2 separate regions of the Danio rerio genome follow, and region 2 is linked to region 1. Evidence: chromatin contacts called from public Hi-C data. All regions are on one chromosome and are shown on one strand. Each heading gives the region's core, a stretch centred on a gene start, on an enhancer-like site or on the middle of the called end of the contact. The rest is flanking DNA. Distances are from core to core; before and after follow the strand shown. Region 1 has its middle 11 kb from the start of ccnd1. Region 2 has its middle 71 kb from the start of tpcn2.

Region 1 (5,294 bases), core at 999-3,498:
TTCGAACATATTGAAAGCAGAAATGTTGGCGGTCATTTGATCAATAAGAAAAAAAACTAAGCATGTAAATATTTGAAATGCCATCTCAATAAAATTAAAGAATACAATGTGTATATGCAGTTAGAATCTTGTTTAAAAATATGTTCTTTGAAATACTATAAGTGTACTACTTGATGTCTTGATGTCTAGTAGGAAAGACAACTCTTTGAACACTTTAGTTCTAAATGGTTCATTGGTTGTTATAAAAAAATGTGTATTTGAATGCGCAGGTAGGATGACTTCATAAAAAAAACATTATTTTGAGTGCTGTCATTTGTTCTCACACACTTATTTGATTACTCAATTCAATTCATCTTTATTTATACAGCGCTTTTACAATCTAGATTGTCAAAGCAGCTTAACATAAAATTTTATAGTAAATTGAAACTGTGTCAGTTCAGTTTTCAGAGTTGAAGTTTAGTTTAGATCAGTTCAGTGTGGTTTTATTTTTACACTGAGGAGCAAATCCGTCGATGTGCAGCTCCACAAGTCCCGACCCTTGCAAACCAGTGATAACAGTGGCGAGGAACAAACGAAAGTGAAGGAAAAAAACCTAGAGAGAAACTAGGCTCAGTTGGTTACGACCATTTCTCCTCTGGCCAAACTTCTTGTGCAGAGTTGCAGTCTAGGCGGCGAAGGCTGGAGAACGTTGGCCGTCCATCGTGGAGAAGCTGCAGGTAAACTGATAAACTGAAATCAACTGAACATGATCTCTTTCACCTACAACATGGACGCCAATTCAACAAACTCATTTGGGCAAACTGTTGCTGATGTGTAGACCATACCTCCCAACCCCCCATGGCTTGGTATATTATGACCCTAAATAAAAATGTGAATTTTATTGCTTTAAAAGTCTAACAGTGGTGGGCGCCAGTAATGTGGTGGTTAGTGCGTCGACAGTGGTTAGTGCGCCTGTGTGAATTGTAGCCGCAGTTTCTTGTTCTTAGCTGACACAAGGTGTGGTCTTCAGCTACTGTAGCCCATCCGCCTCATGGTTGAATGTGTTGTGTGTTTAGAGATGCTATTCTGCATACCTTGGTTGTAATGTGTGGTTATTTGAGTAACTGTTGCCTTTCTATCAGCTCAAACTAGTCAGGCTATTCTCGACCTCTGTCATCAACAAATCATTTGCACCCACAGAACCGCCATTCACGGGATATTTTCTCTTTTTCGGTCCATTCTCTGTTAACCCTAAAGATGGCTGTGCGCGTAAATCCTAGTAGATCAGCAGTTTCTGAAAAACTCAGACCAGCCCGTCTGGCACCAACAACCATGTCAAATTCAAAGTCACCTTTCTACCTTATTCCGATGCTCAGTTTGAACTGCAGCAGATCGTCTTGACCATGTCTACCTGTCTAAATGCACTGAGTTGCTGCCATGTGATTGGCCATGTAACTAACAGATAGCCAGGTGTAATCAATAAAGGGGCTGCTGAGTGTATAATGCCTTAAAATACAGATAAAAATTAAGACTTAATGATGAAAGATCTTATGATAAGATGTTGACTTACTGTGATAAAATCATAGCAAAATAATTCAACTGTACCAATATGGTAATGCACACACATTAAATGTATTAAAGTTGCATTAATAGCTTACTTCTCCTGGTACTTATTTTAAATAAGTTGAGTACACAACAGCTGTCACTTTTGACATTGAATTAAGAGCTCAACAGTGTGTTCTTTCACATTTGATTTCTGTTTTAGGAGAAAATAAGCAAAAAGCTTCCTCTTTTTTTCTGCAAAATAAGCTTTATGATATAATCCAAAAGTTCCCTGTGAAGTTCTGCTATCTTTCATACCACTTCCACAATGGTCTTCTGCACATCTTTAAGCGGAACTAACAAAATTTTCACAAAAACATATGTAATCAAGTTAAACTTTTAGTTAAACCCAAAACCTCTTTGTTCAAGGCATCCATTCCAATTTCAAAGCTGGTGCACTCTCACCCAGTGGCTACCTATTATCCCACAAATGCTGATGAAGATGAATGTGGTGCCAAATAGAAGTAAATGGATTCCCCAACACCCATGCAGGAGGTAGAGCAGCAGCTCAAAAGAGAACTCTTAATGTCTTGCTGTCATTTCAATCAATAATTGCATTGTATGTGAATGGATTCGATTGCCGAGTGTTATGTAACCACCCCAGCAGCCTTAAAACATGTCAGTGTTCAGCATTCTGGTCATCTTCACAAAGGCAGTCTGTTAAGAAGATAAGTAGGTTCATGGGCCCCTGGTCATCCGAGATATAGCAACGCATGCAGATAGAGGAAGCATTATACCATGCCCATTATTTGACACCCGAAGTATCTGTTAGTTCAAGGGGCAAGTCTCAAGCTAATACTTCATACAGTGTACTACATACAGTAATCGGCTACGGCCTCTGATCAAATGAGGAATGCATGCTAGCATATATGCATAATTCTATGACTTAAGCCGCAATTTGCCGAGTGGGTGTTGACAGGGGTACACGGGGTCACCTTGCACTGCAGAGAAGCCTTGTTGTTTGAGGACCAGACAATGCACCGTCTTCTAGTGCAAATGCTTGCCCATGAGATTAGGATTTGAGAGCTTCTTCAAAGAATTTAGGATTTGGTAAAGCAGTACTTTGCTTTAGCCATTCATCATACAACTCTATATTTAGGAACACTAATAAGTGTGTATTTGCAGAGCGCAGAAGCACATATGTAAGTCTAATCTCCAGTGGTGAAAAGAGTACTGAAAAATCATACTTATGTAAAAGTACCATTGCTTGCTAAAAAATGTAGTGCAAGTAGAGTAAAAGTATCTGTTGTAAATATCTCTCTAAGTATGAGTAAAAAGTACTCAAGAGTAGTAAGTAGTAAGTATTATGCTGTAAAAAGCTGATGCGTTTACATGTAATTTGTGGATGTTTGTAAACGTAACATTCTGTAGTACATTTAGTTATAGCCAAGCAGGCAGAAAACGTCATATGGCATTAATATTAGGTTAGATTAAGGTTGTGATGTCAGGTGATTAAAATTTAATGTCTAGCCAGCATCTAAGAACAACGTTATTTTGATGTCCAATAATGACGTTGATATTTGGTTGATTTTAGGTTGTGTTGGAAAGTGACCAAAATCCAACGTCGAGCCAACATCTTAAACCAACGTCATATTGACGTCAAATACTGACATGTATTCGTCATGTCTGGCAACCAAAATCCAACATCTATTAGACGTCATAGTGGTAACGTCCACAAAGCGTCAAGCTGTAACATTATTATTGATATTTGATTGAATTTAGGTTGTGTTAGCAAGTTACTAAAATCCAACGTTGACGTCAAAAACATTTACTCGTCTGGGATGGCAACCAAAATCCAATGTCTGATAGACATCATGGTGGTAACATCCACACAACTTCAAGCTGTAACATCATAAGACTTTGATATTTGGTTGATTTTAGGTTGAATATTTGACATCGATGTCAGCCTGACTTTAAGTTCTGACGTCAAAAGGGTTTTTGTTTACAAACAAAACACAATGTCCCCACGACGTCGAGGTACAACGTCAATCTAACGTCATGTTGACGCCTTGTGCCTGCTGGGTGTTTAAGGCTATTTCAGTCATCATACAGTAAACATCTGTCATCTTCTCATCAGTGACATGAATCTAAAGAGTCTCTGGGTCATTGCGTGTAAAGATTTTGGATATGTTGGACACTTTTAATGTTTCCAAACAGTTTTCTGCAATTATAAATCGCCCATGTCTTGAGGTAGCTTGTTATGATGGGATTTACCTTCTATGTGTGATTTGATGGGACAGGAATCACAGGACTGATTTTTCTAATCCTCATAGACGAGAAAAAAATAAATTAGTGACTACAAGTTGAAGGAAAGTTGTGGAAAAATGTACTCGGGAAAGTTAAAGTACACATTTATGAAACTACTTAGTAAATGACAATTTCTGGGAAAAACTACTCAACTTCTGTAGTTTGAGTATTTGTAATTTGTTACTTTACGCCACTGCTAATCTCTCTTGCAAACAGAGTGTTATTAAAATTATTAGTTTTGTCATTTGACAAAGTTATAGGAGACAAATGCATAGTTGCCTTGTACAATTTATTGCTGTGGTCAGCACATTTACTTTAAATGATTTGAAGTTTACATGAACCGACAGTTGCTGAGACTTTTCTTTAATGTTGTGGAAAAAAAGCATGAGAGAAGGATCGCCACTCCAAACACAGAAGCAAATGGTCAGCCTTTGATTAAAGATCACCAAAATAAGGTCTTTTTTTCAGTAGATTAACCTGCACAGATTTATTGTTCAAATAAAGAATAACAATTTAAAGATTGTAAAATAAAGATTGTACATTTGATTTCACACAGACTTTAAAAATTATGATTGTTCATTAGGTAATCGAGGTTGATTAAGGGTTTTGAAATGACTCCATGCCCTTTAATGAACGAGTATTGGGGAATACAAGAACAATTGGAATTATTAATAAATGTTTTGCATGGGCCTGCAAGCGAATATATTATCATTTGTCACCAAAGTTTGACCTCTGATCCAACCCTGATGGCTGAATTGGGGGAGGTCACTGTCACACTAAGTCCATCTTCAGCTTTGAAGTGTTGACTCCTCTTCATATCTTTGATATGTGCTTTTAAAAAAAGAACCAAGGCCTTGCAATAACAGACACAAGGTTTGGGGGGTGGGGTGGGGGGGTCCTTTACACCATCAAAATCCTCCCCACCCACTTCCAAGAAAACCCATCAAAAGGAGAGGAAGGATCGAGCAAAGAGAAAAAAAAGTTCCCCACTGAAAAGCACTCCTTTCTGAAGGCATGGTGGCACCACAATAGCCCATGAAAAGATGGATAGAGTGATTGTCCTGTTTAGTGATCCGCAAACGGAGAGAAACAGGGCTTCGCCGCAGTGCAGGGTGGCCTGCGTCAGGCCTTCACACGTATTGAAGCCAAGGGCATTGAGAAGAGGAAAAAAAAGCCTACGGATAATGGAGGTCCTTGGAAGAAACAGCACATCGGCAGCAGGACTGGCCGCCGAGGGCTATAAGAAGACCAAACATAGTGGGCAAAAGCCCAGTACTTCCTTGAAGATTAAGGACATGTGATTAATTTGAGTTTTAACCACAACAATGACAATTTGCCCAGCCGTAGTCATTTACATTTAAGGATTAGGTGTCAACAATCATTTTTATTTTTTAATCACTTCCTTTTATCATGGGAAATTTGACCCATTTTGTGAGCTCACTGGCAATTTTTTTTTTACTATCAAA
Region 2 (5,173 bases), core at 2,261-4,760, 310 kb after region 1:
TAAATACAGTGTAATAGAGCTGCACGATAAAATGAGAATCAATGAGAATTAATTTGCTTAAAATAAAGATCACGATTCTCTCACGATTCTGTAGATGTAAAATAAAGCTTAACATGAGATTATTGTTTTTTTCTCAAACATATGGTAAAACAACCGTATTAAGTGTAGGTCTACTGGTTTCTATAAATAATTATTAAAACTTTTAATAATTCTGATGTTGAATTATGTTTAAGATATACGCCTATGCTTGCAATCTATCACTGACAACATGATAAGACCATTTAATTTACTGGTAAAATCAACATTATATAGGCTAGAGTGGTTATCCTGACACTGTAAACATATCAAATGCTTGTCATAATCATAACTCTAAAATGCTATATGATTATTTAAATGATGTGCACGCTTTCACTCTGTGCCACAAACTGAATATTATTTACAACTTTATTACCTGTTACTCACAGCATAAGCAGGTTCTGTTCACTAAAGTAGGCGCGCGCGCGTCTATCATTAAGTAGGGCGCCCGCCCGCACAGCCAGCAGCTTACGTGTGATTTCCCAGGTGCGAATACAGCATTATATAAAAACAAAAATGACATTTTTAGGTGAATTGTACCTTATAAATACAGTATGTGACTCTTTTAACATCAATTGGAGGTGTCCATGTCACTGAGCAATGTGTGTGAAACAATCAAAGGCGCGTACAGCCGCCTTTGCTTCTCCCTTGAACTTGAAAATTATTGGCAGAATCGTAGAAATGCTGGATTAAGATCGTCTAGGGGTCGAAGCGAGATTGCGATCTTTTATTGATTAATTGTGCAGCTCTACAGTGCAATATGCAAACTTTCTTTACAGTGTGTTTTTTTTGTTTTGTTTTGTTTTTAAGACGGCGTGATATTATTATATTAATTTTCATCGTTATAGTAATAGCGATAAAATTCTAGGAATTTCATGAGCAGTTTGTCTGTCTGTACCAGACGCTATTCAGAGGTGCAGAACAGAGCACTGCACTCCCAACAAAATAGTGTATCATCCAACCCAAGCTCATTCTGGAAACGTAGCCCCGCGGATGTTTCTGGAGACCGTGATTTACGTGGCTGGAGGTATGTATGGCCGCGTTTAGTTTTTTTTTGAGCGATAGGTGCGGGGCGGTTTGGCGCCGCTCAAAGACGATGGCTTTTGCTTTTTTATTTCTGGACGGCTTTTGCAAACCGTCACTTGGGTTTGGGGAAGGAGGAGGAGGAGGAGGAGGAAGAGGAGGGCGGCCGGGTCGGCCGCCCAGTCGATCGTTTAGTCGTTCAGCCAGTCAGTCCGACGGACATTCGCTCCACAGCGGCCTCCGGCGGCTTTTCACGCAAGAACAGCGCAGGCACGAACGACGCGCGCTCCCGAAAGCGCGCACAGCGGCCTCTCGCGGATCCGCGAAAACAAAAACTGCTCGAATACGCACCTCCCGTGACGTATTTCGCGGCCCGCAGAAACGTCCGCGGGGCTACGTTTCCACAATGAGCCCGGGTTGGTATAATCTATATCAGGGGTCACCAACCCTGTTCCTGGAGAACTACCTTCCTGCAGATTTTAGTTGCAACCCTGACCAAACACACCTGTTTGTAATTATAAAAGTGCTGCTTTAAGTACTATTAATTGGTTCAGGTGTGTTTGATCAGCGTTAAGACTGAATTCTGCAGGAAGGTACCTCTCCAGGAACAGGGTTGGTGACCCCTGATCTATGTAATAGATGTTATACATCATCTTTAACTTTATTACAAGCAGTGTTGGGGAGTAACTAGTTACATGTAACAGTGTTACGTAATTTAATTACAAAATAAATGTAATTGCAATGTATTACAGTCACTGAGGAAAAAATGTAAGTAATTAAATTAGTTACTTAAAAAATGTTACAGATTACAAGTTGGATAACCTCTAAATATATTCTTTAAAAATCAGGGATATGTTGAATAATATTAATCTGTTGCTTTGCCTGTTTTTGATACGGATGATGGCTTCTGCTAAGGAATTATTAAGGTGCTTATTAAAGCGCTGCTATTCTCCTATAACTACATTTTTCAGTAGAGTGGCAGTAGCGTTGCTACTATCTAAATCAAATAGCATTTCAGTAGCGAAGCTATTTTTTAAGCAAATAGCGCAGTAGCATCCACTCAAGCTATATTTATCGAATGCGGATCAATAGGTTACGGCACCGACATTTATAGAGCTGTAAGGCCAGTGTCTAGCCAATTAAATCAAAGCCATATGGCGGCAAGAATGACAATTTCTTCTTCTACCTGTTTTTCAGTGATCGACAACAAACTTTTTGCTGCCAACTTTCGCTCTGGTTGGTGACGTCGCCAACCAAGGCTAACATGAGAAATTTGCTTGATGGAAAGATGACTGAGGGAGGGGAGGTCTACTGTGTATATATATATATATATATATATATATATATATATATATATATAAGGTGTACAGTAGATTATACAGTGTGCTGTTAACTGCAGAACTCATCTATTAAAGTTCTGTATAAGTACTGTATAAGATCAAGCCTCAGCCAGTAACCCAAAAGTAATGCAAAGAGTAACTCAAAAGTACCGTAGCGCATTACTTACCATAAAAAGTAACACAATTAATTACATTTTTGGGGAGTAACTCAATATTGTAATGCACTACTTTCTCCAACACTGGTTAGCACGCAGTGTAAAATTTCAACCGAATATAAACCAACTTGTAAGATTTGAAGCTTTAACAAAGATTACTTGTATTCAATTATTAATACAATGAAGACTACAGTGTTATTTTACATTTGATTATTGCATTACTGTACCTCAATACTGTTCGATTCAACAATAAAACACTGTTTATTTCACTTATATTTTAACTCAATTTTATTCATCTACCCTTGTAATTAGTCTATTATATTTTATGCAGATGCTCAGCTACAAAATAATCCCAAACAATCTAAAATTATGAAGTCTTTCCAAAAAGAGTTATATTGTAAGTCACTTTGGCATATTATATTAATATCGCAATATATATCGCAGACAAATAAAACATTGCAATGTCAGATTATGGCAATATCGTGAAGCCCTAATTTGCAGCGTGATATTATTAGTAAATTAATAGTTTAGCCAGAGTTAAGAATTAATAACTTTAGCCAGAATTAATAGTTTGGCACTGAGTAGGTTGTTTTCATTGGCTCTAAAGTGTAAAAAATATAAAACATAAAAGTACTCAATTTACAAGAGAATTTTCAGACAGCACTTCAAAGTTTTTGCATCTAAACTCTTATATGCACTCTTGGGTTGTTACATAATCTCGTGCACACTTGCAAAACAAAGCAGAGAGAGAAGTCAAAGAGAGTTTTCGTAGTCTTGGACATATAGTTCTTGCTCAATTAATCATCAGCCGCCACACACACACACACACCCAAACTTCTCAATTTATTTAGAACAAAGGCAGCATGGGCACTTATTGGCGCACACTTGTTGTTCCTCAAGCAGTGCATACTGTCCTCTAGTGGTTGACAGAGTAGCAGCACTGTGCTTATGTGAGCCAGAACAGTGTTGACAAGGACTAATGGCCCCCTTTGCAGCTAATGATGGAGCTATGTAGACAGCTGCTGTGCAGTCTCTTCAAATGCCAGCACTGACCCCGGCCTTTGAGGATGAGGGGAAAAAACTCTCTCTTTCTTATTTTCTCTTTCTCTCTCCCGTCCCTGTGCATGAAAGTATTCCTCTTTTGCTATTCAAAGCTCATCACCCCATTCGCTTCCTTTATCTAGACCTGCTTCTTTTGGCTTTTTCTTCCTTCTCACCTGTATGCAAATGCGCCAGCATTCTGTTTCATTAATCTGCGAGAGAGAGGTAGGGTGAGATAGCAGCAGATTGCTTCCGCTGCCGCAGAATGTGCGCCGCACTTTGGCCACAAGTTAATTTATTACTGGAGGGTTTGGAGCGCCTGGCGCACAGGGGATGTTTGTTAAAGATCCTTTTCACTCCATTCAGTCGGGCCAGAGCGCAGCGCTTTGAACCCCAGCTATTCCCCCTAAAGAGTGCCCATTCAGAGAGCGCAGGCAACCTGAGGAAAGAAACGAAGGGGCAGTTCTTAAGAAATAGAGAAAGAGAGACGTAGATGAAGTGAAGAAAGAAAGAAAGAAATAAAGAAAGAAAGAATTGAAGCATACTTTCAAGAAAAAAAGAAAGAATTGAAGCATATACGACAGACAGAAATAAATATTTGTAGCATACTTTTAAGAAAGAAAGAAAAAATTTAAGCATACAGTACCTAAAGAAAGAAAGAATTGAAGAACACCTTTAAGAAAGAAAGAAAGAATTGAAGAACACCTTTAAGAAAGAAAGAAAGAATTGAAGAACACCTTTAAGAAAGAAAGAAAAAAAGAAAGAATTGAAGAATACCTTTAAGAAAGAAAGAAAGAAAAAAGAAAGAATTGAAGAATACCTTTAAGAAAGAAAGAAAGAAAAAAAGAAAGAATTGAAGAATACCTTTAAGAAAGAAAGAAAGAAATAAAGAAATAATTGAAGAATACCTTTAAGAAAGAAAGAAAGAAAAAAAGAAAGAATTGAAGAATACTTTTAAGAAAGAAAGAAAGAAAAAAAGAAAGAATTGAAGAATACCTTTAAGAAAGAAAGAAATAAAGAAATAATTGAAGAATACCTTTAAGAAAGAAAGAAAGAAAAAAAGAAAGAATTGAAGAATACCTTTAAGAAAGAAAGAAAGAAAAAAAGAAAGAATTGAAGAATACCTTTAAGAAAGAAAGAAAGAAAAAAAGAAAGAATTGAAGAATACCTTTAAGAAAGAAAGAAAGAAAGAAAGAAATAATTGAAGAATACCTTTAAGAAAGAAAGAAAGAAAAAAAGAAAGAATTGAAGAATACCTTTAAGAAAGAAAGAAAGAAAGAAAGAAAGTATTGAAGCATACTTTTAAGAAAGAAAGAAAAAATTGAAGCATACCTTTAAGAAAGAAAGAAAGAAAGAAAGAAAGAAAGAAAGAAAGAATTGAAGCATACTTTTAAGAAAGAAAAATTTGAAGTATGCTTTTAAGAAAGAAAAAACTATTTGAAGCATACTTTTAAGAAAGAAAGAAAGAAAGAAAGAAAAATTTTAAGTATACTTTTAAGAAAGAATGATCTAAAGCATACTTTTAAGAAAGAAAGGAAG

The links. A called contact is a pair of places that touch in the nucleus more often than the background predicts.
Region 2: a contact with region 1 is called in a Hi-C map of an unstated tissue, with 5 times the contacts expected there. The contact joins two enhancer-like sites. A contact is called at or near these places in 2 of 18 Hi-C or Micro-C datasets (caudal fin and an unstated tissue) and 2 of 4 datasets of contacts at active chromatin or transcription factors (caudal fin and embryo).

The regions. Positions count from the first base shown.
Region 1 is chr7:69,643,698-69,648,991 of GRCz12tu, forward strand. No RefSeq gene overlaps it. Among named protein-coding and RNA genes, the nearest start is that of ccnd1, 11 kb to the left of the region's middle. Within about 2 kb of position 2,249, at least 15 of the 62 cell types and tissues checked have an H3K27ac peak or open chromatin away from gene starts, as enhancers often do.
Region 2 is chr7:69,956,606-69,961,778 of GRCz12tu, forward strand. No RefSeq gene overlaps it. Among named protein-coding and RNA genes, the nearest start is that of tpcn2, 71 kb to the right of the region's middle. Within about 2 kb of position 3,511, at least 13 of the 62 cell types and tissues checked have an H3K27ac peak or open chromatin away from gene starts, as enhancers often do.